Linked DNA regions of Mus musculus: region 1 is linked to region 2. The links are chromatin contacts, called in public HiChIP or PLAC-seq maps. All regions are on one chromosome and are shown on one strand. The core of a region is the stretch at or near the end of the contact, and the rest is flanking DNA. Distances in the headings are between cores, read along the strand shown.

Region 1 (4,019 bases), core at 493-2,992, 52 kb before region 2:
GTAATACTGTTGGTTCTTCCTTTATAAATAGCTGGTGTCTATTTCTGAAGCTTCTCTTACTATAAGTGTGAAGTTCTCTCCTCTATTTTAATAGCCTCGTAGTAAGTCTCTTCTTGCTGCTGTTGTTCATCTATCATCTGCTTCTAGCACAGCAAAGAGAACCTTTGGAAACATAAGTCAGAAAGCACTATTCCTTTATGTGAACTTCAATAACGGTTTCCCTTTCATCCAGAGAAATCGCCTTAATCTTCCCATGGCCTATGGGTCATGTATTGGCCTGCGGTGACTCTGATACCATTTCCGGACACTACTGTGACACTACTGTGCACAGTCTCTCTGTGGTTCTCATATTGCATCAGACTACTTATAGTGGTCTTTTTTTTTACTTTTTTATTTTTTTGGTTTTTCGAGACAGGGTTTCTCTGTGTAGCCCTGGCCGTCCTGGAACTCACTTTGTAGACCAGGCTGGCCTCGAACTCAGAAATCCGCCTGCCTCTGCCTCCCGAGTGCTGGGATTAAAGGCGTGCGCCACCACGCCCGGCTTTTTTTTTTTTTTTACTTTTTTATTTTTTTGGTTTATAGTGGTCTTTTTATGTTAGTTTTTTCCTCGATGGAATGCTTTCTTTCTTAAAGATTATTTTTATTATTCTTAATTATGCATATGTATTGGGGACACATATGCATGTGAACACAGATACCCTGGGGCTAAAGTCATAAGTAGTTGTCAGTGCCAACAGGGGTGCTGGGAACTGAACTTGTGGGTATCCTTAACCACTGAGCCATCCCTCCATTTCCTGGTGTTCTATAAGATTCCCAGCTTCGACTTCTCTATGTCCTTCAAATTTAAACCTTTTCTCAGCAAACCTTCCTTTTTAGCATTGCAATGTACCTGATTGCTCATTTTGCTCTCTGTTCTAATAGACTATATAGACTTGGTAGAAATGAGTAGATTATCTTCCTCCTCTTACTAGAACATGATATACACAGAGTTCCAGGTCTCTAAATATTTTACTCGCTGATACATTTCAAATTCTTAGAATGAGGCTTGGCATATTCTATAGTTTGATTATTTTTTGTTTTTTATTTGTTTGTTTTGTATTTTATAGTGTGTCTTATTATGTAGCTCAGGCTCACATTTGAATTTGTGAGCCTTCTGCACTGGCCTCTTGAAGGCTGAAATTATGGGCACATGGCATCCTGATTGGTTTCATAGTTTGATTCTTAGATGTGCCCCAAAGGTTTTTCTCTGAAGGTTTTGTTGATCAACTCTGGTGTACCCAGGAAGTAGTGAAACCTTTAGGCAGGAAGTCTAATGGAAGACAGAGCATTTGGGGCCTGCCTTCGAAGGGAATATCGACATCCCTGTCTCATCCATGAAGTGAGCAGTCTTCTCTGCCACACACTTCGGTCTTTTGTCCTCTCCTGACACAGTGCAAACAAAGTGTTTTCCTGAGTTGATCTGCTCAGGTGTTGTCACAATGACAGGCATTTAAAACACACCTGGCCTGTAGGAATGCTTGGTGAATATTGGTTGCATTGATGAATGTTTAAGTAAAGGAAGAAACAAAGCAAAAAAGAAAAAGAATTAAATAGGTCTCCAAGCTATTTACTTGAAAATCCTTTTGTTGAGACATCAAAAGAAATTCCTTCCTCAAATACTTTGCCTGACACCAGAGCCTCTATAACCCAGCCTGTCTGGTTTCCCAATTAGAGTGAACAAATGCCAAGTGGCTGAAAAATTCTCCCCCACATTACACTACGAGGTGTCAGTCCACCTCACCCTTTAGGAATGGCTATGCACACTCTGGGGACATTACAATGGCAGCTTTTCAAAGGTGGAACTAGCTGAGTGGCATTTGAGGATCTGATACAAAATCCCAACCTCCAGCAGGTTTATCTAAAGGCTTGGCCAAGGTTCCCGGAAGCCTGGCCCACCCTGAAAGAGAACCCGGGCTGGTAGACCTTTTCAAATGGAAACTATGCAAAATGCAGTGGCTTCCTGTGCTTTCACCCCCAAACCAGGTGGAACCTGAGGCTTTAGCAAAGGCGTCCTTTTAAATTCTTAACTGGGCAATGTAAACCAAGGGGAGAATGTTTGGGAAAAAAAAAAAAAACAATCAAAAAACAAAGTGAAACTAAACCCATAGTTTTCAACAGTTTTCAACAACCAACTTAAAATCTCTGCTCTTTTAACAGAATAGTCACTACATTGCCACAATAACGCACTAGGTTTTTGTTCTACTGTTAAAATTGCTGGGGTCCTCAACCTGCATGCTGAGGTCAAGGTATCATTTCCACATGATGGGTTCTGTAATCAAAGATCTGAGGTAAAGGGTGACTAGCCAAAGCCAACCTGAAGAACAAACCAAGAGACTGGACATCACAGTCAGGGCAGACTTCCTTACCTAATTTACCTAACTTCCTTACTGCTATTAACTTAAAGAGATTAGAAATACAGAAGGAAAAGGGACAGTTGATTTTAAGAATCCCATAGATTAATGGTCTACAACCTGTGGACCCCTGGAATTGCAGATCAGATTTTTACATTATGATTCATAATAGTTGCAACATTACAGTTATGAAGTAGCAACAAAATAATTATAAGTTGGGGGTATTACTGCAGCATGAGGAACTATATTAAAGGGTCACAGCATTAGGAAGGTTGAGAACTACTGTTGTAGATGTAAAGGAAGATTAAATATTAAAAAAGACTGTATAATATTGATAGTAACAATACCATGAGAACCAGATTTAAACTACAAAGTAGCCGGTGTGTGTTTCTGTGTTATACAGTTGGAATACTTCTGAATTTTAGGAACCCTTTAGGACTGGACTGAAGCTATGCTAGGTAAAATGTGTAGCCAATGTAGAGATTTTTTTTTTTTTTTTACTGTTGCTCTCATGTGCAAGAGGAATATTTCTAAAATGAATGAGCCTACATTTATAGTACACATTTATGTAGAGATTTTTAACATCGACAATTTTTAAGAGACTTCTATAAGTCTTACATTTTTCATTTATGAATATTATTTCACATTATATCCCTTTTCAAGATATTGAATTAAGATGTTAGAGGGGCTGGAGTGATGCCTCAGGCAGGGGTTAAGACCATTGGCTGCTCTTCCAGAGGACCTGGGTTCAGTTCTCTGCACCCCTTAGTTCCAGGACATCTGATGCCCTATTCTGGCCTTCAGGGACACAAGACATACATGTGGTACATATGCATACATGCAGGCAAACACTCATACATACAAAATAAAATCAAATGAATCCTTAAAGAAAAGATTTTAGGAAAAAACTCTGAAAATGAAAACGGAGAACATTTCCTGTCATTCATGGCAATTTAACTATCTTTCCTTTTGAGTTAACTTTTTGACATAGGAAGGTGCAAGACAGGCAGTCCAAAAGACAATCAAGTTTAAATTTAAAAGCCACCAGAGTACTTGTAAAGGTTCTCGACGTTCTAATCCTGCTGTTCATACAGAAACCCTTGAAGGAAGTCATTCCGTTCCCAGCTTCTTATCATCGTTATCCTATAGACTCTGGAAGGAAGCATGTTGCCTTCTTCCTTTTGGGTACAATCCTAAAGTTGTGCAGGGGACTAAGCTCAGCACAGAACTAGTTCAGCTGCAGCCCTGAGATCTAGCTTATGTGGATCTGGTTTCTCAGTTGATTTCTCCATTGCTGAAAACCGGCAAATGTTACAAAAACACATAGGCATTTATCAGTCTCCTCTAAATGTTCACACTTTAACCAATACAGATATCTTTAACAACAGTTATTCATTTCTTCATTGAATCTTTCCATGTGCTGAAGCCTCAGCCCCCACTGGCAATGCAGATCTCAGTGAGAGCCCATCAGTACCTGTGAGGATCTCAGTGCCCAGTGGGGATGGACAGAAAATGATGGGTCTGGCTGAAGGTTACTTGGTGGACTCAGCAGAGATGTGGGAATGAAAGATGCTGTGTCTGTTGGCCTATAACCCCAGCTACTCAGGTTTTGGAAGCTGGAGTTTCCCA
Region 2 (4,159 bases), core at 1,305-3,804:
TAGATCCAGATTTTGCCAAGAAATGGAGATTGGCCTGTGGTCTCTGTCTTTTAAGTTAGCGTTTTCTGTTCATTGAGTTATTTTACATTGCTTTGTTAGGGAGACAGAAACATAAGTTTGTGTCTTCAAGGTGTGAATTTACTATGTGCCAACACTCAGTATCTTGTTTGTGCTCTGCTGCCTTGGACAGGTGAATCTTTGGGATGGGAGAAGGGGAATCTCCCACATTATCTACCTTCTGAGCAGCCAACTTGGTGATCAGTCTCCAGGCATAGGCTCCTGGGGCCCATGTGGGGCTTCCATTCATAGGCAGAACTTTGTCCTTGCCTTTGTTAGAATACCACTGTGGGACATCTCCTTGGGTGAAAGCCAGCCCAACAGCAGGGCTTTATGTTGTCCCAAAATGATGCTACAATGGTACCAAATGGCCTGGTCGGTAAGCTCTGAACTTGCTCCATGCAGTAAGGAGCTCCCATCCTGATATGGTGGGAGATATTAGTCTCCCTTTCCCTATTCACTTTTGAAACTTCAGTTCCACAGTAAAACTAATATGGAATGAATGGAATTACAAACGGTGTCAGCTTGTGAACTAAGTCCTATTTCATTTTGGTTATGTAATATTGGGACTCAGATAATGCTCAGTCACTGGTGGGAGAATGCTTCTCCCTGAAGATGTTCGAACCTTGGCCAGGACATTCTGAAAAACAAACACCTCTGCACCATACTGGGATACTGGTTTTGTTTTAACTTTTTAAAAAAAAACGAGCTTTGAAAGTCAGCTGTATGATCACAAAAATGTAAGACTGAACCCTGAAACCGAATGTTAGAGACCTTGAGTCAAACCAGAGTCCCAGGCATTCATCCTGTTGCTCTACCTATTACATAGCTCCTACTTGCAAACATCCCAGATGTAGTGTTGTATACAAAAATCTCTCACCTGCAAAGAGTAAGGACCAAGTTGGATTTCCCTATCCAATTTGCAATTCTTGTAGGGCCAGGTTCTTCCACAGTGCAGGTATATGGTTTCTCAGAAAGAGTCAGTCTCTGAATGCAGTGCAAGAAGTAACCCAGACTCACCCATTTTGCTCAAACACTTGAAAAATAAAAATACCTTCTTAATCCCTCAGAAAATAAGGCACTGATTTGAAAGGCTTTTTTTTTTTTTCGACATAAGATGTTGCATGTAATGTCCCTTGTTATATTCCATTCAATTAAATCCTGGTGGGTGATTTTGGCAGAGCAGTTAGCCACACATCAGATGACAACTCACTTACTGTTGCTCGGCACCCCATGACCATTAATTTCCAATGACTAACTTGTAATTAAAATCTTTGTGTTTATTTGTTTATAGCCGGGGCTGAACATCTATTTACATTTAATTAACACTGTTTAAAGCCTATAAATGCAGCGACTTTAATGATCCATCCTAGCTATGCTGCTTTAGTTTTTCCTGACTTGTAAAACTCACACACAGATCTGCAAGTGAATTACATCCATCTGCTCCCCCGCAGCTGCAACCGGGCTACGTTAGAGAGCCATTTCCCCCTACCCCCCCTCTTTGCTTGGCTTCCAGCTCTAAGTATTTTTGTTTCAGAGCCGACCCAAAGACTGCACCGACGGGAGCCAGCCCTTTTCTCCTGAGGAGTTCCCGGACTTAGTCTTCAGAAATGATTAAAAGCCACTCTTGCTCCATCCCAAATCGACGCAATCTACCTTCCACAAATTCGGTTAACAAAGCGTTTCCGACTCTGCCGGCTTAGAAGAATCTTTTCTTATTGAGAAGAACGCAACAGTTTAAAGTGAACTCTTTAATGGTGAGAGCTAAAATCAACGCTTTCTTGGCCTTGCCCATCCTTGATGAGCAGTCTACACCTACTCTTCTGCGCCTATAACGGGAACCTCAAGGCACCCGGGCTCCCGAAGACAGTATCTTCGTTACACCTTCAAAAGCAACGCAGGAGAAGCATTAGCGCTACAAAGACAGCCGAGCCAGAGCTATGTGCACTGTTATCTGTCAGTCGTACAATAGCAGCATTGATGGAACGGCGAGGACCGGCTTTGACAAGTGTGCTGGGCTAGCATTACATTCCATTCCAAACTACGGCGAGAGAGAGAGAGAGAGAGAGAGAGAGAGAGAGAGAGAGAGAGAGAGAGAGAGAGAGAAGGAGAGGAGAGGAGAGGAGAGGAGAGGAGAGGAGAGGAGAGGAGAGGAGAGGAGAGGAGAGGAGAGGAGAGGAGAGGAGAGGAGAGGAGGAGAGGGAGAGGAGAGAGAGAATTGATTTGGTGTCTTTTACTTTACCTGAAAATACTGCGTTTCTTGTGGCTGCTGCAAATGAATTCCTCCTCCTCTTTCCCAAAGCCAAGTACTTGGATTTGCCTGCAACTCTCACTTGGAGAAGACCACACAGCTCCAGCAGGGCAGCCTTCCTTCTCTTAATCCCCACTCGAATGTGATGACACACACTAACCCCAACCATCTGTTGAAACACGTCCTCAAGCACTCAGCACAGTGCTGTGTCAAGACAGGCTGCCCAATCCAATTGCTGGGGCTGAGAGTCTCTTACGGATTGGAGGCGGAGGGCTGGGCAGGGACGGGGAGGTCGGAGAACTCCCCAGCCAAGTAACCTGAGATTTTCGGAGAGAAAGAACTGCTACAAAAGGAGGAGTGGGAGGTGCGGCGGGGAAGGTAGAGCGAATGAATTATTCTGGTGGCCAGTTGTGCGTTACTTTTCACAAGTCTCTGTGCTCCTGGGTGGGTGGAGGGGGTTCTCGGTGGGATGCCCAGGAACACTAAAAATCTTTTACAGCTAATCTATTGAGGGCAATGTCCTCAGCAAGCCGCTCCCCCCATCACCCCACGGGAGATAAAAGATTCTTCTTGTCATGCTGATAAAGTGTTAAATGTGGGAGTAGTTTGCACTGAAATGTGACATCTACATTTTGAAATCTAAACTCCTGCCTCCCTTTGATTGGGGGCGGCCGCCTCAAACATTCCTGAAAGGGCTTGGGGGGTGGTGTCGCAGCTTTGAGCCGAAACTTCTTTTTCTCACTGGGCTCTTCACGTGTCTCTCAGGCTAAACCAGAGAGACGGTCAATGAAAACCATTTCACTCTACTTCTCCAAAGCAACTCATGCTTTCCTAGATAAAGGTGGCTTTTAATCACTTTCTACACCCACAGCCATCTCGGTATTACAGCTCCTGGTACTAGAAGGCTACACTCTGCCAGTAATTGTTTTTATTGGTTTCTAGTTAATTGTGCTTATTACATCCGCGTAACTCAAGCGTCTCATTAATAATTTTGCTTTGAAATATTTTCAGTTTGGGGTTGTTTAAATACATCCTTCTTGTGTACTTTTTTCAAAATGCAGTTTTCTGAATTGTATTTATAAAAGTATTTACATTAATAACCTGATTCAGAAAAGTGTTAGATTTTTTTTACATATAAGAAGATATTGAGAAATAAATTCATTACTTAAAAAAAATCTTATTCTTTCAAAAATTCCATGAGACATCCAAGGAATTTGGATAATCTTAAAGAGTAAAGAGGAATTTTAAATACCATCTACTGCCTAACTGTGCCTGTTGGAAGCTAACATTTAACTATTACACCTTTTGAGGTTTGTGGTGAGAAAACCAATCATTTATGGGGTGGGGGAGGGTGGGGGAGGGTGGGGGAGGGTGGGGGAGGGTGGGGGAGGGGGTTAAACTTCCCTAAAGCCTAAAAGATCCAGATTACCGATAGGTAGCTGTGTTTGGCATATCAATGTCATGAAAATAATTTTTTCAGTTACAAGCAGCATTGGCTGATTGGCTTTCTTGTTGTTGTTGTCTCGCAAGGTTCTGTGATGTTATATAAGGATGCTTACAGTTGCTTCTGGTGCAAGTTTCCAAAGCACAGAGGACAGGAGAGGGTTTCTGTGAAGTGATCTCTCTCCCACGGGGTCATCAGGAGGAGGCAAGGAGAGTAGGATGGGGAGGTGGGAGCTTTGACTTCGTTTGCTTATTATCTTCCCAGAGTGATTATGAGGTGTCTGCTTTACTATGTATCACAAGTTCACTAAGCTACCCCTGACTCCTGAGCACCCACATCCAGAAACAAGCAACACAGACATTGTCAACAATGCAATTGGCAGGACAGGCCTAAGGCTTCCCTGGGGA

The links. HiChIP or PLAC-seq counts read pairs in DNA pulled down with a chosen protein or histone mark.
Region 1: a contact with region 2 is called in an H3K27ac HiChIP or PLAC-seq map of embryonic stem cells, with 10 read pairs. The contact joins the enhancer-like site here to the promoter of Sulf1 in region 2. A contact is called at or near these places in 4 of 484 Hi-C or Micro-C datasets (Sertoli cells, embryonic stem cells and uterus), 7 of 115 datasets of contacts at active chromatin or transcription factors (embryonic stem cells, heart atrium and stem cell-derived epiblast-like cells) and 3 of 9 other capture datasets (adipose tissue, embryonic stem cells and pancreatic islet).

Annotation. Positions count from the first base shown.
Region 1 is chr1:12,742,629-12,746,647 of GRCm38.p6, reverse strand. All of the region lies in intron 2 of Sulf1 (sulfatase 1), which reads right to left. Among named protein-coding and RNA genes, the nearest start is that of Sulf1, 52 kb to the right of the region's middle. Within about 2 kb of position 1,742, at least 39 of the 459 cell types and tissues checked have an H3K27ac peak or open chromatin away from gene starts, as enhancers often do. A contact at or near this core is called in embryonic stem cells, stem cell-derived epiblast-like cells and uterus, where this site is marked.
Region 2 is chr1:12,690,825-12,694,983 of GRCm38.p6, reverse strand. It overlaps Sulf1 (sulfatase 1), which reads right to left and starts at 2,554. Exons shown (of 22, transcript NM_001198565.1): 1 at 2,300-2,554.